Linked DNA regions of Mus musculus: regions 1 and 3 are each linked to region 2. Evidence: chromatin contacts called from public HiChIP or PLAC-seq and promoter capture Hi-C data. All regions are on one chromosome and are shown on one strand. The core of a region is the stretch at or near the end of the contact, and the rest is flanking DNA. Distances in the headings are between cores, read along the strand shown.

The links. HiChIP or PLAC-seq counts read pairs in DNA pulled down with a chosen protein or histone mark. Capture Hi-C pulls out chosen DNA fragments and counts their contacts.
Region 1: a contact with region 2 is called in a promoter capture Hi-C map of adipose tissue. The contact joins the promoter of Mfsd12 here to the promoter of Onecut3 in region 2. A contact is called at or near these places in 1 of 39 promoter capture datasets (cranial neural crest), 1 of 115 datasets of contacts at active chromatin or transcription factors (pancreatic cancer cells) and 1 of 9 other capture datasets (adipose tissue).
Region 3: a contact with region 2 is called in a FOXA1 HiChIP or PLAC-seq map of pancreatic cancer cells. The contact joins the promoter of Plppr3 here to the promoter of Onecut3 in region 2. A contact is called at or near these places in 1 of 39 promoter capture datasets (pre-B cells) and 1 of 115 datasets of contacts at active chromatin or transcription factors (pancreatic cancer cells).

The regions. Positions count from the first base shown.
Region 1 is chr10:81,355,853-81,359,279 of GRCm38.p6, reverse strand. It overlaps Mfsd12 (major facilitator superfamily domain containing 12), which reads right to left and starts at 1,789. Exons shown (of 10, transcript NM_028657.4): 1 at 1,394-1,789. The coding sequence starts at 1,682.
Region 2 is chr10:80,492,985-80,496,301 of GRCm38.p6, reverse strand. It overlaps Onecut3 (one cut domain, family member 3), which reads right to left and starts at 1,396. Exons shown (of 2, transcript NM_139226.3): 1 at 112-1,396. The coding sequence starts at 1,294.
Region 3 is chr10:79,872,660-79,875,946 of GRCm38.p6, reverse strand. Plppr3 (phospholipid phosphatase related 3) reads left to right here and starts at 1,313. Exons shown (of 7, transcript NM_181681.2): 1 at 1,313-1,927. The coding sequence starts at 1,853.

The DNA.
Region 1 (3,427 bases), core at 540-3,039, 860 kb before region 2:
TCCTGAGTACAGGATTTGTGGGGTATGGGATGGCAGCCAGGGCTCCAACCCTTTCACACTTTTTTTTTTTCCCAGCCTGGCTCACACCAGTTTTAAGAGGATTAACTTGAGGCCCCATGAGACAGAGAACCCTGTGAAAAGGTCTCTGAGCCCCTGCCTAGCACTGGGCTTCCAACTTCCCTTTCCTGCCCAGAGGTGACTTCACCACATAATATGCCTTGGATTGAGAAATGAAACAACCCTCACAGGGCAGATCTTCAGGGGGCCCAAGCACTGTGGATTCAATCTCATGACCAAACCACACCCACTGTTTCTAAGCCTAGTTAACCATTGGCCTAGTCAGGGTCAGGCTGGTCATCTCCAGATGCTTGGACTGGTCTCTCTGGGCCTCAGTTAACCCGAGAGTTCTGTCTAGTTCTGGGTTTCCTATGAGACTCAAAATGGTGCAAGATGTTAATCCCAGCACCCAGAAGGCCAGGGATCTGACTCGGAGGCCAGCCTGGGAACATCTCCTGTCTGTCCCACTGTGAAGGGACCCAGGCCTGTGCAAAGTCAGGCTGGCCTGGTATCTCCTGGCAAACATAAGCCCTTCTGAGTATTTCTTTCCATTTTTGGAGACTCAATGAAACAGTCATCCCCCTGCTTCAGCTTTTGAATATGGTGACAGGTGTGCAGGCTGTGCCTTGAAGCCCGGATTCTTCCTGGATCCTGAGAAACTAGAAATTCCAGCCCCTAGGCTGGCAGATGCCACTGGGCCACTGCTGTCTTGAAAAAATGTCATCTAGGGGCGGGGCTGGTTCTGCAACCCCTACCCCAGGCAAAGGGACGGAGCCTTCCAGGAATTCCCCAGGGAGGGGCTACAACCCCAGGGCCAACCTCTCCAACTGTCTACACCAAATGAGAGAGCTGCTGGGGACTACATGCTGGGCCACCCCAGACAGGAGCCACAGGCGAACAGAATGAAGTGGGTGGGCAGCAGGAGGAACACAGGACACAGGATGATAGTCAGGGAAGGGGACTGGGGGGGGGGGGGCAGAGCTGTAAGACTAAAGACAGGGTACAGAATCCTGAAAAGGTAGAGGGAACAGGACTGGCCCACGGATGGCAGTCAGCGGAGAGGATAGGATATAGCGGGAGAGAGAGGACAGACAGACACAAGAGTGACAAAAACGGGGAGATGAGACACTGGGGAGCAGAGGGTAAGAGGGACACAGGATGACAGTCAGAGGGGAGGACTTCCACAGGGCGACAACCACAGGAGAGGACGGACACAGGGCGGCATTCAGAGGGGAGGAATGACACAGGATGACAACCACAGGGGAAGACGGACACAGGACGACGGTTAGAGGGGAAGACGGACACAGGACGACAGTCAGGGCAGGGAAAGGCTCACCCGCTAGGTGCCAGGCCTTGCGGGGCCCACAGCGCACGCAGGAGGCGCGGTCCGCCTCGTAGCCCACGAGCGGCGTGCAGAGCCCGTCGGCCACTTGGCCCAGCAGCAGCAGCAGCCCCGCGCCCCGCGAGCTGTACCCGCGCACGGAGTGCAGGAATAGTAGCAGGTAGGTGAACCACATGCCGGCGCACAGGTCGTTGAGGAAGTGGCCGACCGCGAAGCTCAGCCGCGCGGCGAGGGACAGCGTCCGCGGCGGCCCCGGGCCTGCGTCGTCCGACGGAGGCGACATCGCGGCCGCAAACCCCACCGCCCCACACTGCCGCCCCGCGCTACCCGCGCGGCTACGCTGCCGCCGCTCCCGGGAGCCGCCTCAACAGGGCGGAGCCTCGGAGCAACGGCCACGCTCGCCAACCGGAGCCGCGCGTCTCGGCCCGGCGCCCAATCAGCAAGAGGAGGCGTGGCCTCTGTCCGACGCACTCCCGCGGCCCTAACGCCGCCCTCTGCGGCTCCGACTTTTATCATAGCAGTTCGTTTCTATTTTACTTTCTTCGTGTTTTAATTTGTTTGACTAAAGAAAAAAGTTTTGTTTCTTCTTGTAACAAAGGGTATCTTGTAGCGCAGGCTTTGACATTTCTGCTTAGCAAAAGACAACTTCGAACTCCCCATGGTTCTGGCTCCACCTCCACAGTGCTGGGAGTCACTGAATTTGTCCTTTCACAACCTGAAAGCTTTTTCTTTTGAGACAGGGTCTCATGTAGCCCAGGCCACCCTCAAGCTCAGAACGCAGCTGAGGATAACCTTAGACTTCTGATCCTTCTGCCTCCCTCTGGAACTCCATGGGTGCGGGGTTGCATCCACAAATCACGCCTTTAATATTCTGTTTTCAGTCAGGGTCCCACTAGCTATCCAGGCTAGCCCTGAAGTCCCTCTACAACCTAGGCCGTCCTTGAACTATCAATTCTCCAACCTTAGCCTCGAGGATTGATGGGATTTCGGGCCTGGCTTAGTGAAGGGCGCCCAGATGTCTGTCACTCACCCACACTCTGCCTTGGGCCCCAGCTAGCCTGCAGCTGGAGGCTGGTGCTCACTCCCGCGCGTGCTCCCTGCAGAAGGGGCCAGAATGAGAACACACCGGGGTGATCCCATAAACTTCCAGACATACATAGTGAGGCACTTACAGGACATATTAGTGCTAATTAATTATTAATTACAGAGAATAGCTGGGCAGAACATCAAAATACAGGCTAGTCTTTAATGAGGGCTGCTAGTGCCAGGAGCCCCACGTGGCAGACGCCTGTGTTTCACTCCTACTTACTGGGTGGTTTTGTGGAACACACTCAAAGAAAGGGGAAGTCAGGCCTCTGTTGGCCTGGTGACTCAGAGACACAGGTGCCGAACACCCCCACACAATTCCAGGCCCAGATCATGAGACACATGAGACAAGTGTCCTCCTATCCCCTCCTCCTGACATTTTATTCCTTTTTTCCCCCCAACTGACCTCAAGCTCAGCTCTGTAAACGAGGCTGGCTTTGAACTCCTGATTCTGCTGCCCCCACCTCCTGAGTACTGAATGGCAGGCCTGTGTCATAGCCGCTTGATGGTGGGGTTACCTGTCTGTATCACTGTACATCTTCCTCCGGGGCATTCAGAGACACGCAGGCTGGATCTGAACCCCTAAGTCCCAAATGGACTGGTCTTTCCTTTGCCTATGAGCAGTCTGTGCTCCCAGCAATGTGTGTGAGCCCGGTGTGGTGGCCCTTTATTTAGTTTCAGCATACTAGAGGCAGAGGCAGAGGCAGAGAAGCAGAGAGGCAGAGAGGCGGAGAGAGGCAGAGAGAGGCAGGCAGAGAGAGGCAGAGAGGCAGAGGAGAGGCAGAGAGGCAGAAGCAGAGGCAGAGGCAATCTCTAAGTTTGAGAGCAACCTACTCTACTTAGTAAGTTTCAGGACGGACAGCCAAGGCTACGTACTGAGACCCTGTCTCAAATTAAATAAATAAATATGCTCAGACTTTCTAGAAGTGGGAGGCCAGCAGA
Region 2 (3,317 bases), core at 147-2,646:
TCAGAGGCTACAGTTTCCCCCCTCTAGGCTGGCAGGACGCACTAGCCAAGGTCCTTCATCCTGTGCCAACCATGTCCCCCAGGATCGAGCCTCAGGGGCCCTTGTCCCTACCTGCCAGGCGCAGCGCCGACATGCGCTGGAACTCCGGCTCCTGCAGCCACTTCCACATCCTGCGGAAGGTCTCGCGGCCGGATTTGAGCTTGCTCCAGGGCTTCGGGTTGCGCAGCAGGTCGGAGAGCGTGCCCTGCGAGCGGCACAGGATGCGCTGCGCGAAGATGGCCTGCGGGATGCTGTAGCGCTTCAGCTCGGCGGTGATGCGCTGGGCCACCTCTTTGGTGTTGATCTCTTCGGCTGCAGCGCCGGCTCCCGGGCCGCCGCTGCCGCCGCCAGCGCCACCGCCCCCTCCGGGGCCACCGCCGCCTGAGTGAGGCCCGTGCGCCCCGGCCGCAGCCAGCCCGCCCAGCGGAGCCAGCAAACCCGCGGCCGCCCCGCCGGCCGCCCCGCCGCCTCCCGCGCCGCCGCCGCCTCCAGGCAGCCCTCGGGCCAGCGCGTCCTCTGCGCGCCCCAGAAGCGCCGCGTGTGGCTCGAAGGCGGCAGGTGGCAGTAGTTTGTCCCCGGCCAGGTGGCCCGGAGCCCCGTAAGCGGCGAGCGGTGGCGGCGGCGGCGGCTGCGGGGCGCTGTGCAGAGCGGGGGGCAGCGCGCTGGGCAGCGGCGACAGTGGCGACCCCATGGTGGGCAGCTCCTTGCCATAAGGCCCGTAGAGGTGGCCCACCGAGGCCAGCGCCGCCCGCTCGTCGCGCATGAGGGTGAAGCTGCCGCTCACGCTGGCCGCCAGGCGCTGCGGAGGGGGCGGTGGCGGCGCGGTGGCCGGGTGAGGGTGAGCGTGTGGATGGCCTCCGTGCGCCCCAGCCACCGCGTGCTGGTGGAACTTATCGGCCACGGCGGCCAGCGGCGGCAGGTGCTGCAAGGGCGTGAGCGTGGTGTAGGTGCCACCCAAACCTGGGGCCTCGCACGCCATACCCATGGCCGGGTGCAGGGGGCCAGCCAGCTCCCCACGGAAGTCAGGGCCACCACCCGCGGCCCCTGCAGCCCCCGCGCCCCCGGCGCCCCCGCCCCCGGCGCCACCACCGTCCAGCAGGCTAGCCATGCCGGCCACCAGGCCTGGGCGCCCCGATGCCACTAGGCTTCGGTGTTGGGCCGCGGCGGAGCGCGCGTGGCCCGGGCTCAGCAGCTCGCCGGCTTGCGCGTGTGTCACCCCGTGCAGCCCCCCGAGGCTCTCCAAGCTCAACTCCATCCTGGGTGTCCTCTTCGTGTGTGCTCAAGGCCGCAGCATGGTCCCCACGCACTGGCCGACGCTCCTGGTGGCGGCGGCTGCTACTGTCCCGCTTGTTCAGTGCTCTCGCTCGGCTTCGGCTGCTGCGAGCAGCGGCCACCAGGATGTGGCGGGGCGGCCGCCGCCGGCGCCCCGGCCCGGGTCTGACGTCAGCGCCCCCGCCCATCGCTCCGCCTGCACCCGCCAAACCCCTTGGAGCACCAGGCTGGCTTCTTGGGTCTCCCCATTCTCCTTGCCCTGAGAAGAACCTGAGGGATTGGGGTGGGGGACCGCTAGTCCTGGCTCTGTGTGAGTGTGAGTGAGTGTGTGTGTGTGTTCTCATATCAGCGTCTTTGATTCTCTGTCCTGTACATTCCCCCTTCTGCCCCTACCCGCCCCCAGTTCCTGAAGTGTGGCTACAAACGCCCCCCAACTCTGTTGACACTCTCAGAAAGATGGGCTGTTTTCCCCGTATGCACACAAAGATTTCAAAACCTCTTTTGGGATGAAGTGGGGCTATTAGTAGGTCCCCAGAACAATCACACATTGGCCTCAAGCACAAGGAAAAGCAGGCATTTGGGCATTTGGGCCTCTGTTTCTTCAATTGTGCAATGTAATTGCCCTGCAGAAATCTTTCTTAACAGGGACTTTAGTGGTTTTTAGGCCCAGGATTGGGAAGACAGAGGCAGGTGGATCGTTAATTTGGAGGCTAGCCTGGTCTATGTAGCAAGTTCCAGTCAGGCAAGGGCTTTATAGTGAGTCTTTGCATCAAAGCAAACATAAATTCCTCCAAGGTCCGGTGTAGTGGCACATGCCTTTAATCTCGGCACTTGGGAGGCAGAGGCAGGTGGATTTCTGAGTTCAAGGTCAGCCTGGTCTACAGAACTGGATTCAAGGACAGTCAGGGCTACACATGGAAAAGATGACAGAGAGGGGGGGAAGAGAGAGGGGAAAATTCCTCCTAAGTCCCGTGTAATTGGCTACTTCCTGTCCCCAATATCTCTGGGGTCTAAGGATGTCTTGTCTGAGACTGGTCATCTCTAGACCAGCTTGGGTTTGGGGTTTTTTTTTTTTTTTCAGACTGAGATAGCTAGCCTAGGATCTCTCTCTCTCTCTCTCTCTCTCTCTCTCTCTCTCTCTCTCTCTCTCTCTCTCTCTCTCCCTTTCCCACCTGCAGACAGTGAAGGGGGACAGAAGGGGTACATGGATGGCACCCTACAGGCACAAAGCACCTGGGAACAAGACCCCTTGGGTTTGTGGAGAAGAGATTACCGATTACCAGGGTGGCCATGCCAGACTCTGGGGGGACCTTGTGTTAGGAGGGTGTCTTCACTCAGCCTCAGCCCCTGCCTCCCTTGCCCTGCTCACTGCCAGGGAGGGTTATTGGCATTTGTTCTGGAGCTTGAGTCACCCATGGGCTCTGACGCTCACTCAAGGGATGCCCCCACCAATGGCTTGGGCTATCAGGCTGGAAACAAAGCAAACCAAGAATCTGATGTCCACAGTGCACTGGCTGTGTGACAGGCGTGGTGGTCCATGCCCGGGGCTGCACAGATCCTTTTCTGTTCCTCATTTTCCCCTTTCATGCTGCCCCCCCCCCCCCAGAGAAGAGGATCTTGGAGGAAAGTGAGTGGCATTGTATATGAGCCATTAAGGGGGGGGGTACACAGAGGTCCCTCTCCCAAATCCTTGGGTGGACAGGGCTGAAGGGACTGTTTCAATGTGAACAAGTCAGCATTTATTAAGCTCCAGCTGTTTAACAGTCCTAGAGAGGGAAGAGATCCAGAGCCTATCACTTCTTGCCTGTTGCCATCTTGGTCTCCTGGTTGGGGGTGGGGGTGGGGATAGTGGGGAGTAAAGACTGCAGAGGGGGCCATTAGGGTGAAGCTTGCAGGAGTGGGTACTTTTACCCATCCATCTCCCCCAAGGGGCAGAAGCCTTGGGGTCTTCTGATTTGGGGAGCCTGGACAATTTGGGGCCACAGCCATCTTCCAGATAGAGGAAC
Region 3 (3,287 bases), core at 64-2,563, 620 kb after region 2:
CAATCTCAGTCTATAGAGCAGGTTATATCAAAACTCACAGCAATTCTCCTGCCTTACGTGACTGAAAACTGCACACACACCACCAGCTCCTCTTTGCTGCTCCTTTTGTGCTGGGTGTCTCTGTATGGCCATCAGGCCTGGGGAGCTTGCTGTTCCCATGAGGAAACTCAGAAAACATGAGGCTGAGGTAGAGTCTGGGAACACAGCAGTCAGTTTGGGGAAAGCATTGAGACAGTGAGAATAAACCCATAATATTTATACGTGAGCCCTGCGGTGCCTGCGTGCTCGTGTTTATATTTGAGCCCTGCAGTCCTGCGTGCTCATGTTTATACGTGAGCCCTACAGCCTCTGTGTGCTCATGGGTCCTTTCAAAGGCCCTTTTTGGTTTTTTTGAAAGAGGGTGTCACTATGCAGGCTGACCCCATGGAATCCCCCCGCCAGTCTCACAGAAAGAGAGAGGAACACAAGCAGGCTTCTTGGTCCCTGAGACCAACCCTAGCTTGACCTGACCTTTGGGGACAGGGTCTCTCCTTGGCTTGCTGCTTGCTGCTTAGGTGAGATGGTGGCTGGAGAGTCCTGGTGATCCTGCCTTCCTCCTGTACCCAGGGCAGAGGGATTCGAACTCAGGTCCTCACGCCTGCAGCACAAGTGCTTTACAGATTGAGACATCGCTCTGGCCTCCACACCACTCCCTTTTTAATGATTTTAAGACAGAGTCTCACTGTGTAGGCCAGGCTGGGCTGGGACTTACAACAATCCTCCAGACTCAGCCTCTTGAATACTGGGACGTCAGCCGTGTACCACTACACTCAGCTTTCAACAGAGAGTTGCAGGGTCTGTCAGCCTAAGTCCCACTTCCCAGTGGGTCACAAGAGTTTGTTAAGGGCCTGGTATACAGTAGGTGCTCAGCAGATAGTGACTATTCCGATCTAACATCTTAGGGCCTCAGTTTGTCCCATCCAGGATGGGGTGGGGTCAACCAGTGGGTACATTTACAGGACTGCCTCTGTGGAGAGGAAACCCTTGAAAACAGCAAGCACTGCATAAGTGCACATTACAGTCCTTTATCCTCAAGGCATCAACTGCCCAGGGTCAGGAGGGTGAGGTGGCCCTGGTGGTTGGACAGAGGAGAGGTGGGACGGGGACGAGGGGGAGAGAAGGTAGAGGACAGCCCCTCCACCCCTGTGTCTTTGTCTCCTTTTGCTCAGGCGCCCAGGGACCTCACCATGGAAACGGACTCCAGCGAGCCGCGGGCACGGAAGGCGTGGGGGCCGAGGAATCGGCGACCGTGAGACGCAGGGAGGCAACTGGAGGCGCGGGGCGCGGGATCTCGCCTTCCCCACACTGCGCCGCGCGCTCCTAGGTCCCGGAGATCAACCGTGCTCGCGCAAGGCGCACAGAAGGCACGCGCAAGGGGCAGGGACGAGACCCAGATTGCGGTCCCCGCGCAGGGCCAGAGACCCTGAGACCCGCAGAGTGGGAGGCGGAGGCGCCCAAGCCGGGGGCGGGGTTGGGGCGGGGCCGAGCGGGCTGCAGAGCGCGCAGACAAAGAGCTCACGCGCCGCACACCGCGCCCGGGCCTCGCGTCCCTCCCACGCGGGGACCCTGGCTTTGTGTCCGCGCTTTGCAAGGGACTCCGCCCTCCTTGCTCCCTCCAGGTGAACGAGCCGCGTGCGCGCGCGGGGGCTCCGGCCTCTCCCTTCCCCAAGTTCCCCCTCTGCTCCAGCCTCAGTTTCCCCGAGCCCTCTTGGCTAACCCTTATCTCCCCACCTGGAGACTCCATCTGCGCAGCTCCTAGTCTCCAGCCTGCCTTTGTCCCCCTGCAATCTCGGCCTACAGCGCCAACGTCACCATGCTTGCTATGAAGGAGAAGAATAAAACGCCGAAGGACAGCATGACACTCCTGCCTTGCTTTTATTTCGTGGAGGTGAGTGGGGGTCGCGGTGAGAGATCTTCGTGGCAGGGAGCTTCTGAGACCGTCCACTTCATGCTGCAGGAACAGGAACCCGCACCGCGGAACCAGGCCACCTGGAGTTGAGATGGGGATGAGGCTGGTTCCAAAGGCACAGGGTTTTACAGGTCGAGTAGGAGTTGCAAAGCCTCAGAAAGGTCCTTTAGAATGTGGGAACAGATGGGGGAATGCTAGGATGCTGGGCGTTCCTTTAAGGACAGGGTTGAGAAGCTCAATTGGGGGCGGGGGGGTGTGTGCTGGAAATTGGGGCATTGGAGGTGAACAAGCCCCAACTAGTGAGGGTGGGTGGGTGCTGGGTACTTGGCTCTGCAGTACCCGAGGTGCGTCTAAATTCAAGCACTCTTCTAATGGCATGACTGTGTGCCCCACGCCCAATCTCCACCAGAGCTCGTCAACCCCTCGGTGAATCCAGACAGCTGTGGTGGAGAGCTGAAAGCATCTAAAAATAGAAAACAATAAATGCATTCACTTGGTGCATACTAAGTGTGGAGGGTTGCGGTTTCCTTTGAATGGCAGAAGCTGTGAGCCAGGCAGAGTCTCAGAAGCCCCTGATCAGGCTGGAGCCCAGCCTTCTGTCCTCAGCAGGTGACCTGTGTGAGCCACAGAGCATTAGGGGGAATGCTTATGTCCCAACATGACATTTAAGGGTGACTATAGCCCACTCCAAGGCTCTGCCCAGCCCCTCAGACCCACTCTCACCAGAATCCTTTGAAATCTTTCCAGAATTTGCTTTACAGCTATTTTTTTCCTCACTCAATTTAAAATGATTTTCATGTATGTCTTTAGTGCTGGCTACAGAATCCAGGACCTGGAGCTTAGACCTGAGGTCTACACCTGACCACGCCCCCACCCCACTCACTGGGGAATCCTAGGCGGGCCTCCACCCTGACCACACCTCCATCCTTTACTGGTGGATTCTGTGCCCCCAGTTCCTCACTGGGGGATTCTAGGCAGGGGTTTCTACCCTGACCACGCCCCCAGCTCCTCCCTGGGGGATTCTAGGCAGGGGCTCTACTGCTGAGCCAGGTCCTCAACCCCAATCTGAGATTTCACTCTGCAGCCTGGGCTGGATTGGAGTTTGAGATGTATCCAGGTCAGGATCTCAGCAGCTTTCCCGTCTCCGCCTCCCAGGTGTTGGACATGCACACACCACCATGCAGAGCTGAGATCTGAAATCCCTTTTGAATTTGTGTGTAGGTGCTTAGGAGCGCGTCCCCCCCCCCCCCACTGATGCGTATGTTGAGCCAGAATGTAGGAGGAATGATGGGTGTTTTCCTCAATTGCTTTCTTATGGGGCTAAAAGCTTGCTAGTGTC